Regions from separate parts of the Sus scrofa genome. Here region 1 is linked to region 2. A link is a contact called in public Hi-C data. All regions are on one chromosome and are shown on one strand. The core of a region is the stretch at or near the end of the contact, and the rest is flanking DNA. Distances in the headings are between cores, read along the strand shown.

What was found. Hi-C and Micro-C count contacts between places; a contact is called where the count stands out from the background.
Region 1: a contact with region 2 is called in a Hi-C map of embryonic fibroblasts, with 1.7 times the contacts expected there. A contact is called at or near these places in 1 of 47 Hi-C or Micro-C datasets (embryonic fibroblasts) and 1 of 2 datasets of targeted methods (alveolar macrophages).

What each region holds. Positions count from the first base shown.
Region 1 is chr3:52,768,292-52,772,904 of Sscrofa11.1, forward strand. No RefSeq gene overlaps it. Among named protein-coding and RNA genes, the nearest start is that of RFX8, 71 kb to the right of the region's middle.
Region 2 is chr3:52,604,059-52,608,467 of Sscrofa11.1, forward strand. The region is part of intron 2 of MAP4K4 (mitogen-activated protein kinase kinase kinase kinase 4); the gene reads right to left. Among named protein-coding and RNA genes, the nearest start is that of MAP4K4, 43 kb to the right of the region's middle.

The DNA.
Region 1 (4,613 bases), core at 1,945-4,444, 160 kb after region 2:
TTAGCATAATGCCCTCCAAGTCCATCTATGTTGCTGCAAATGGCAACATTTCATTCTTTTTGAGAGCTGAGTAGTATTCCACTGTATATATGTACACATCGTCTCTATCCACTCATCTAAAATTGTTAGAACAGTATTGAAGTTGTACATTTTAAAAAGAATTACCTACCTTTTAGCATACACACTGAAATATTTAGAGAGGAGAGCTCTTGGACTTGTTCTAAAAAAATGTCTTAAGAGGAAGGGGGGTGGGGGCATGGATGAAACCATATCTTCATGAATCATTATGCTGGGAGAAGGGACTTGGGTGCCTGGGGATTCATTAGATTGTTCCATCTACTTAAGCACATATTTGAAATCCTCATGATACAATGTTAAAAAAAAAACCACGTAGCATTGCTTAAAGCAAAAACACAGAATCCAGAATCCCTACAACATGCCTGTGTTCAAGGAAAAGTCAGAAGCGAAACAGATTAAGGGTCTAGACGTCCCTAAGTCCTCTTTGCCAGCCTCTGTCACCTAGAGGGACACCTCCATCTCACCTGTCTGAGGTCTCACAGGCTTGGCTGTTTGTGGAACACTTCTGTGGGGATCTGGAGGGGGTGTGTGAGTGTGAGAAGTTGCATTCACCCTCATGGAGAACCAGATATGGCCACAGTTCTCAGCCCCCTGCCCACTCCCCCCAACAGCTTTCCCACTTCCTGGGAAACAGTGGAAATTTAAAAAGAATTTTTTTTTTATGTTTTTATTCAAAAAAGTCTCTTCAGGAGTTCCCGTCGTGGCGCAGTGGTTAACGAATCCGACTAGGAACCATGAGGTTGCGGGTTCGGTCCCTGCCCTTGCTCAGTGGGTTAACGATCCGGTGTTGCCGTGAGCTGTGGTGTAGGTCACAGACGTGGCTCGGATCCCACGTTGCTGTGGCTCTGGCGTAGGCCGGTGGCTACAGCTCCGATTCAACCCCTAGCCTGGGAACCTCCATATGCCGCAGGAGCGGCCCAAGAAATAGCAACAACAACAACAACAACAACAACAACAAAAAAGACAAAAAAAAAAAAAGTCTCTTCATTCATTCCAAGTCAATCCTATCAATTCTCTGAGGACTCCTCTCCTGATTTTATGTAGAGCACAGCTCTTTCCCTGAGGAAAACTGTTTGGGTTTTAAAATCAGGGTACAACGTTCATAGCAGCACTATTTACAATAGCCAAGATATGCAAACAGCCTAAATGTCTATTGACAGAGGAAGGGATAAAGAAGATGTGGGACATAAATACAATAGAATACTATGCAGCCATAAAAAGAATGAAATAATGCCATTTGCATCAACATGAGTAGACTTAGAGATTATCATACTAAGTGAACAAAGACTGAGAATGACAAATATCATAGGATATCCCTTATACATGGACTCTAAAATTTGACACAAATGAATTTATCAATGAAACAGAAACAGACTCACAGACATAGAGAATAGACTTGTTAGTTGCTAAGGGCAGGGATGGGAGAGGGATGGATGGGAGTTTGGGATTAGCAGGTGCCAAATATTATATATATAATGGATAAACAACAAGGCCCTATCATATAGCACAGGGAACTATACTCAATCTTGTTATAAACCATAACAGAAAAGAATATGAAAGGAATGTACATACATATGTATGCATAACTGAATTACTTCGCAGTATTAGCACAGCATTATCAATCAACTATCCTTGAATAAAATAAATCTAAAAAATAAAAAATGAATAAAATTAAAGTATAATCGGGGCAAAGGATTGCAAAAGTGGCCACAGTATTTGCAGCTCCTTCCATGAGATGGTCTGTGCCCCTTGGGTCTGGGACGGCCTTGTGCCGTGTAACCAAGAGACTGGCTAGAAGGATGCTGTGAAGTCACATGTGGAGCAGAGGTGAGCCTCCTGGGAGGCCCAAGATCTCCCAGCTCCCTGCTGACTACACAGATGCATGAGGGACCCCAGGCCAGTGCACCCAGAACCAGCATGCCCACGGGTTTATGAGCTGGCTAGATGGTTGTTGTTTCAAGGCATTCAGTTTGGGGACCTTTCCATCTTTCCTTCCTTCCTTCCTTCCTTTCTTCCTTCCTTCCTTTCTTTCTTTCATTTTTTGCTTTTTTAGGCCCACACCCACTGCACATGAAAATTCCCAGGCTATAGGTCAAATTGGAGCTACAGCTGCCAGCCTGCACCACAACCACAGCAACGTGGGATCCGAGCCACGTCTGCAACCTACACCACAGCTCATGGCAACACCAGATCATTAACCCAACTGAGCGAGGCCAGGGATTGAACCCGCATCCTCATGGATCTTAGTTGGGTTCTTTAACCACCAAGTCACAAAGGGAACTCCCAGTTTGGGGATTTTCTTAAAATGCAGGAACAGCTAATTAAATGTTGCTTTGTGACTGCACAGCACATGGACAGTTCCAAGAAGCAATAGGTACTTGATAAGCAGAGTGAGTGGGGATGGGGAGAAGGTGTTCACCAAAACTTAGAGGTCAGCGAGGACAGTCCAGACCAAGGGACACGGAAATTGAGATGTGACGTGACCAGGCATTTGCTAGGGGAAAGGATGGGGGAAGAGTTTAGGGGACAGATACGCTCAAGGATGCAACTAAAACTAACCTTTTCACTTCCGTCTGAATGGCCTTGGGGTATTTTGTCTTGAGATCCTGAAGTCTAACCCTCTCAAGGAGGGACACTGAAGCCCTAATTATGGGCTGCTGAGTGTCATAGATGTGCAAGCACATCTTCCATCTCCTGGGGGAAAATAAGCTTCTTGGGGACTGTGGTGTATTTATTTTAGCATTTGGAGACCTACCAGCCACCAAACATCATCGAATAGGGGAGTAAATGAACCATGTGTGACTCAGAAGGCTTTGGAGTCCCTGCAATGTGCAGACCTCCAGGAAGCTTCCTGTTCTCTTCTTCCTCTCACAGTCCCTATTGGCTCCCACTCTGCCAGCAGTTTCTGCTGCGACCGGAGCACCTGGACGCTGTTCTATTCTCACAGTCTCTGCTTCAGTTTCACCAGCTTTAAGTACTTTCCTGCCGTGGGCGTTTTGATCATCTCTTGACCATTTTAAAATTGGCACCTCTCTGGCCCATTCTCAGGCAATGACTGATCCCCCAAACCTGTTTTTTTTTTTTTTTTTCTCCATTTTAGAGGATGATTAGAGCCTGGAGGGCCCTGAAACTATGCGACCTTCAGTCCGGTATGAAGAAGGGAAATGAGTCACCAAGGCTCAGGGTGAGAGGTTTGTGAGGCAGAAACTTAAACAGAAATATGCCAGTTTTCAGCAATGAGCAATCAATTTATGAACCTTTCTGGCAGGCAGGAGAGAAAGCAGCGAGAGTGCCTCATATTTTAAAGAATAAAAACCTATGAAATATGAAAAAACTAATTGATGGAGAGGATTTTATATACATGGATATCCACTCCTAACAGTGAATAGAGCAATGAACCAAGAAGGAAAGGATAATGGAAATGTAGACACGCACGGAGCATCAGCAATCATCTGGTTCCATACACCTGTCCTTGGCAGGCCCTTATTTTACAGAAAAAAAAAACTGAGACCAGGACAAGTCAAGTGAGGGCCCCAGTTCAGAAGGAAATGTACCTGGGGGGGTGATAGTTTATGATCTTGACTGTGGTCATGGTGTCAATGTCCAGACATATGTCTAAACCTACTTTAAATGTGCACAGTTTATCGTATGACAAGTGTGCCTTAATAAAACTGTTTTTTTTTTAAGTGCAGGCAAAACAGAAATGTTTTCAGGAGAAGAAACACTACTGCAGTGTAATCTTGAAAAATCCAGAATGTGAGGCATGTGCTTCAATGAATTAGTGGGAAAAACAAAGAGGGAAGGAACATCCATAGATGGAAAGAGAGGAGAGGACACATCTATCAAATGCAATCCATAGATCTGTTTGCATTCAGGTTCAAACAACTCAACTGTAAAATAACTTTTATGAGGGAGTTTCCTGGTGGCCTAGTGGTTAAGGATCCAACATGGTCACTGCTGTGGCTTGGGTTGGATCACTGGCCTGGGAACTTCCATATACTGTGGGTGTGACCAAAAATTTAAAAAAAAAATTTTTAAAGTATAGTTGATTTACTATGTTGTGTCAATATCTGCTGTACAGCAAAGTGACCCAGTCATACACACACACACACACACACACACACACACATTCTTTTTTTCATATTATCTTTCATCATGCTCTATCACAAATGATTGGATATAGTTTCCTGCGCTGTACAGGATATAGATTGCCTATCTGTTCTCAATGTAATAGTTTTCATCTACTAACTCCCAGCAGCCATACAAAAAAATGTTTTAATATATAAAGCAAAATAAGATTTATGATAATATTGGGATGATATCTGATAAGATTAAGGGATTAACTTTTTATTTCATGCTGCACCCTCAGCATATGAAAGTTCCCAGGCTAGGGGTCAAACTGGAGCTGCAGCTGCCAGCCTTTGCCACAGTCACAGTGACTCAGGATCCAAACCACATCTGTGACTTACACCACAGCTCATGGAAATGCCAGATCCTTAACACACTGAGTGAGGCCAGGGATCGAACCTGCATCC
Region 2 (4,409 bases), core at 1,878-4,377:
TCTGCTTTTTTGCTTGCTTGCTTTTAAAAGGCAAACCCCAGCACACCTGCTACTCCCCTGCACATACAGACAAGATTCTGAGGTATGCAAATGTAAATCTCTCCACAGACTTCCCCGCTTTGAACAGCTTCACTTAGCAGACTCTAGCCTCTTCTTCAGAAGCCGAAATGCAAGACATGTGAATTATTTACATACAGTACCACCAACTTTCTCTGGAAAACCCCATAAAACACTAAGACGCCCTGCTTCACACCAAAGACTCAGGTTGTGGTTGCTGCTTTGAACTATATGATCTAAAAAACACACCACAACATACCCAACCTATCAATGTGCTAAAAAGACATCAAAAGTCCCTCCGTTCCTCCAAAGGAAGTAACCCCACCCTGAGCTGCAGCCGAGCTATGACTCACTCTCAGGCTCCCAGGTGCCCCTGATGCGTGGCCCTCTAGCATCAGAAGGTGAGGGGCCGCCAGGCAAGCAAGTCACCTCCTGAGTGTTTCCAGTCAGTTCCAAAGGCAGCTGCAAAGATTGAGCAAGCCCACTTCTTGCAGCAAATGGGACACCACTGGTATTGAAATGACATTTGGGAACTTTATTGGTCGGCCAGGTGACTCACTTCCTTAGACAACTTTTCTAACCCCTTATCACAGCTGGGAAGGGAAACAACCCCTGGAAGCAAGATGAGATGGACAGGGCCGCTGAGAGTCAGCATCCAATCTTCTGTGTGACTCTGTGGTCCCTGTGGTGCAGACCTTCTCCAATCAGTAGGCGGGAGGATCTATTCCTTGAAGGTTTTTCATGAGGCCACCCTTGAAATGCCCACTCCTGCGACAGACACCTAAGCCCTCACTCTCCCTTCTCAATCCCAGCAGAAGCGCAGGCCAATCTCACCCCTGGGTGTGTGCACGGAGCAGCCCCAGGACACGCCTGCAGAGCTCCCTGCTGGCTTCACCCGAAGCTCTCATTAGAACTCTATCTTCGGGAGTTCCCATCGTGGCTCAGTGGTTAGCGAATCCGACTAGGAACCATGAGGTTTCAAGTTCGATCCCTGGCCTTGCTCAGTGGGTTAAGGATCTGGCGTTGCCGTGGGCTGTGGTGTAGGTTGCAGACGCGGTTCGGATCCAGCATTGCTGTGGCTCTGGTGTGGCCCGACGCTACAGCTCCGATTCGACCCCTAGCCTGGGAATCTCTGTGTGCCGCAGGAGCAGCCTAAGAAATGGCAAAAAAGACCAAAAAAAAAAAAAAAAAAAAAAGAAAAGAAAAAACTCTACCTTCGGACACCAGCCCCAAAATGCATCTGAGAAAGGGGTGAGATGTTTAGGTACAAAGGTAACTGATGCTGATAACCCTTTGAATAAAGCCCGGGTTCTTCAATATTGCCTATGTTTTAGCAACAATACATCCTATGCCAGAATTTTCAACTTTCTATAAAGAACTGGGGAAAGGAAAAAATTAAAAACAAGATAGGATAGATCTAAAAATCTAAACTACCTAAGTTAAGAGCGGGGCGGGAGGGGGTGTTAAGAGGTCCATATTTGGCCTAAAAAAATTTTTCACTGTTCTCAGAAGTGAAATGTAATTTAGTTTTAAGTTTAAATTTCCTTAAATAAACATTTATAGTTAAAGCCATAGTCTGAAATGTAGAAGATCCTAAAAATGGCATTTGTACAGCAAGGTCTCATCTTGCAATAAGAAATGTTATCCCACAAAATTAAATTCCAGAGGATGGGAGGTAGAAACCAGCTCCTTGCCTATGATTTGATCATGAGAAGCAGTCAATTCTCCTGAATATAATATACATTATTGTGGCAGATCAACGAATCAAGCCACAAATAAAGCCACTTCTTATACTTAGAAAATATGAAATGAGTTTCTCACAAGTGCGCTGAAACGATGAAAACTAAATTCATTCATCATACCAACAGTAAAAATATCAGCATTCACTTTTATTTAAAAAAAGAAAAATCAAAGGACAAGGAACAAGTGATCTGGTCTGAGTGAAGATGCCAAGCAGCCAACACCAAGCAGCCAACAGCAGGGAATCCAGCGTCCAGGGGTGGGGGTGGTGGGTTGTTTACAAGCAAGGCTCTGGGGAGCAGAGAGGAGACCCCCCTCAGAAGGAAAAAAGCAGGCAACAAAGCAGAAGCTGGCAGGGCTGTACTTGTGCCAGAAGGCTCTGCTTTCCCAGCTAACGGCTCCAGAATCCATCTGGCAGCTCCAACCACCCTCACACAGGGGCATTCAGCTGCCCCCAGGCTGTGGATGCCTAGGAGTCTGCACATCCACCCCATGCTCATACCTGCAATCCACCTCAGAGCAAAGTGCTAAAGCCCCAGGGTGGGTATGTGTGTGTGTGTGAGATTTCTAATTCAGACACATCGGAGAGCTACAGACACTATGGCCCAGTGGTGGCTGGGGGACACAGCAGCAATTCAGAATTCATAGTCAGATACAGGTTCTATTCAGTCTTCATGTGGAGACAAAGGACACCAGGCTGAACATAGTGTGTGAGAAGCCAGAAGCTGTGCAGAGCTCTGTTCTACATCAGCCGCACTGTTGGGGGGGCGGCGGGGAGGGAAGCAGTATTATTGGGGGGAGGGGGATATATTGCCACAGTTTTCCATCCTTTCCTACTCCTCTGATTCAACCTATTCTATAACGTGAAACCTTATGTTAGAAGAAGTCTTGTGACATCTAGTCTGGAACCACATAGCTTTATAGGCTCCAAGTGCTACATATCTCATGCTTGGAAAATATGCAAATCAACTGAAGGAACAGACCAAACACTTTTTCCAAAAATTAAGTTCCAACTTGGTTTTACACTCTTTAAATCTGCTATACTAGGTACTCACCTGGTGAAACAATATTTTAAAAGTAGTGTTACTGTAGCAATAAAGTGAAATTAAAATTTTCTAGCCCATTAGAGACGACAGAAGAACCTAGAACTCTTCCTACCATAAAAGTTACTAAATAAACCTCTGCTCTGCTCTGGGAAACCAACCACTCAGAATAACTCATTTCCTGTCTTTCTCGAATAACAGCGGTTTCAGAGATTCCAAACCACATGCTCACTGCACCGAACTTTAAAGCCACCCCACATGGTACTTAGGAACAAGAGATCAGCAAAGAGCCGCTGTCAGACATCACCACGTGTCCTGTATCCTAAGGAGAGGCCATAGCCCATGGGCCACGCTGGGCCTTGACAAGCGCCAGGGCCCAAGGGGAAGGCCGCAGGCAGCCAGGCCTCCTTAGCGCCTCACAGAAAGCAGGGGCGTGAGAACCCCGTGCTGCTCAAATGCAAGGCTCAGCTAACATCGACAAGGCAGGAAGCTAAGAAAAAGAAAACTGACCACCACTAAGAATAAAAAGAACAAATTCTCCAGGTCTGTTTTCGGGGGGCGGGGTGAGGGGGTGTTTCTCCCTGGAAGGGGGGGGCGGAGGGAAGAGGAGGGGAGGGGGAGCAGCACCTTATCAGCGCTCCCTGCCACCTGTCACAGCAGGGCAGACAGCACACCCACCCAAGGGTCTAAACTGTCCCACCCAGCTGTCCCCTATCACACACCACTTCCTAAGACAAGGTTCCGGGCTCTCCTGTGAAGAACCCTGTCGTGTTACTGTCCCCTTGTCAGGAACACTGCTGACCAAATGTAAACCCTAAAAAGGCCTCTCGGGAAGAGTACTACACACCTTTTACAAGCATGTGACATCACAGCCCTGAGAAGTCATGGCTGCCTCCCCTTCATGAGTGTCCCCCTAGCACCTGAGATTCATTCAGAGCTCACCCTCCACACCCACAGGAGCCCTGCTCCAATAAAACCTCTTCTGAAAAAGTGGGGGTGGGTATTGGGCCAGATGAAAGCATTTCACTTCATTTTAGATAGAAAGTCTGGAGAGAAATGGACTTGTTCTCTCAGGCTTCTGGGTCAGGGAGTCATGGTGAGGCTGTCCGTGTCCCCCCCACACACCCATGGGGGCAGCCATGAGTCACCAGGCCCCTCCCACCATCAGTACCCCTCACCCACCACCCCGAACCTTGGCGGGGATGGGGGGGTGTGCTGAGCAACAGCACATAAGAGGGGGAGTGGGGGGCCGGAAGGCGGGGTAGCCGATCTTCACCCACTCCACTCAGACCAGGCTGGTGCTCAGGAGGGAGCAGGCGGACAGACAGAGGAGCAGAGCCCGGGGAAGGAGAGAAGCCCTTTACTCCAAAGGCTGCAGGAGAAGTCAGAATGGGCAGTGTCCCTCCATCCGCCCAGACTCCTGGAGGCTGGGACACACGAGTGCCGAGTGCCGGCTGGGGTCCTGGAAACACATCCTGGTGCTGACGCTGAAGACAAGAGTGCAGACTCCAGGGGGCGGGGGGCTGCCCCTTCAGCCAATCGCTGGAGCTGTGAACCAATGTGGGAAGG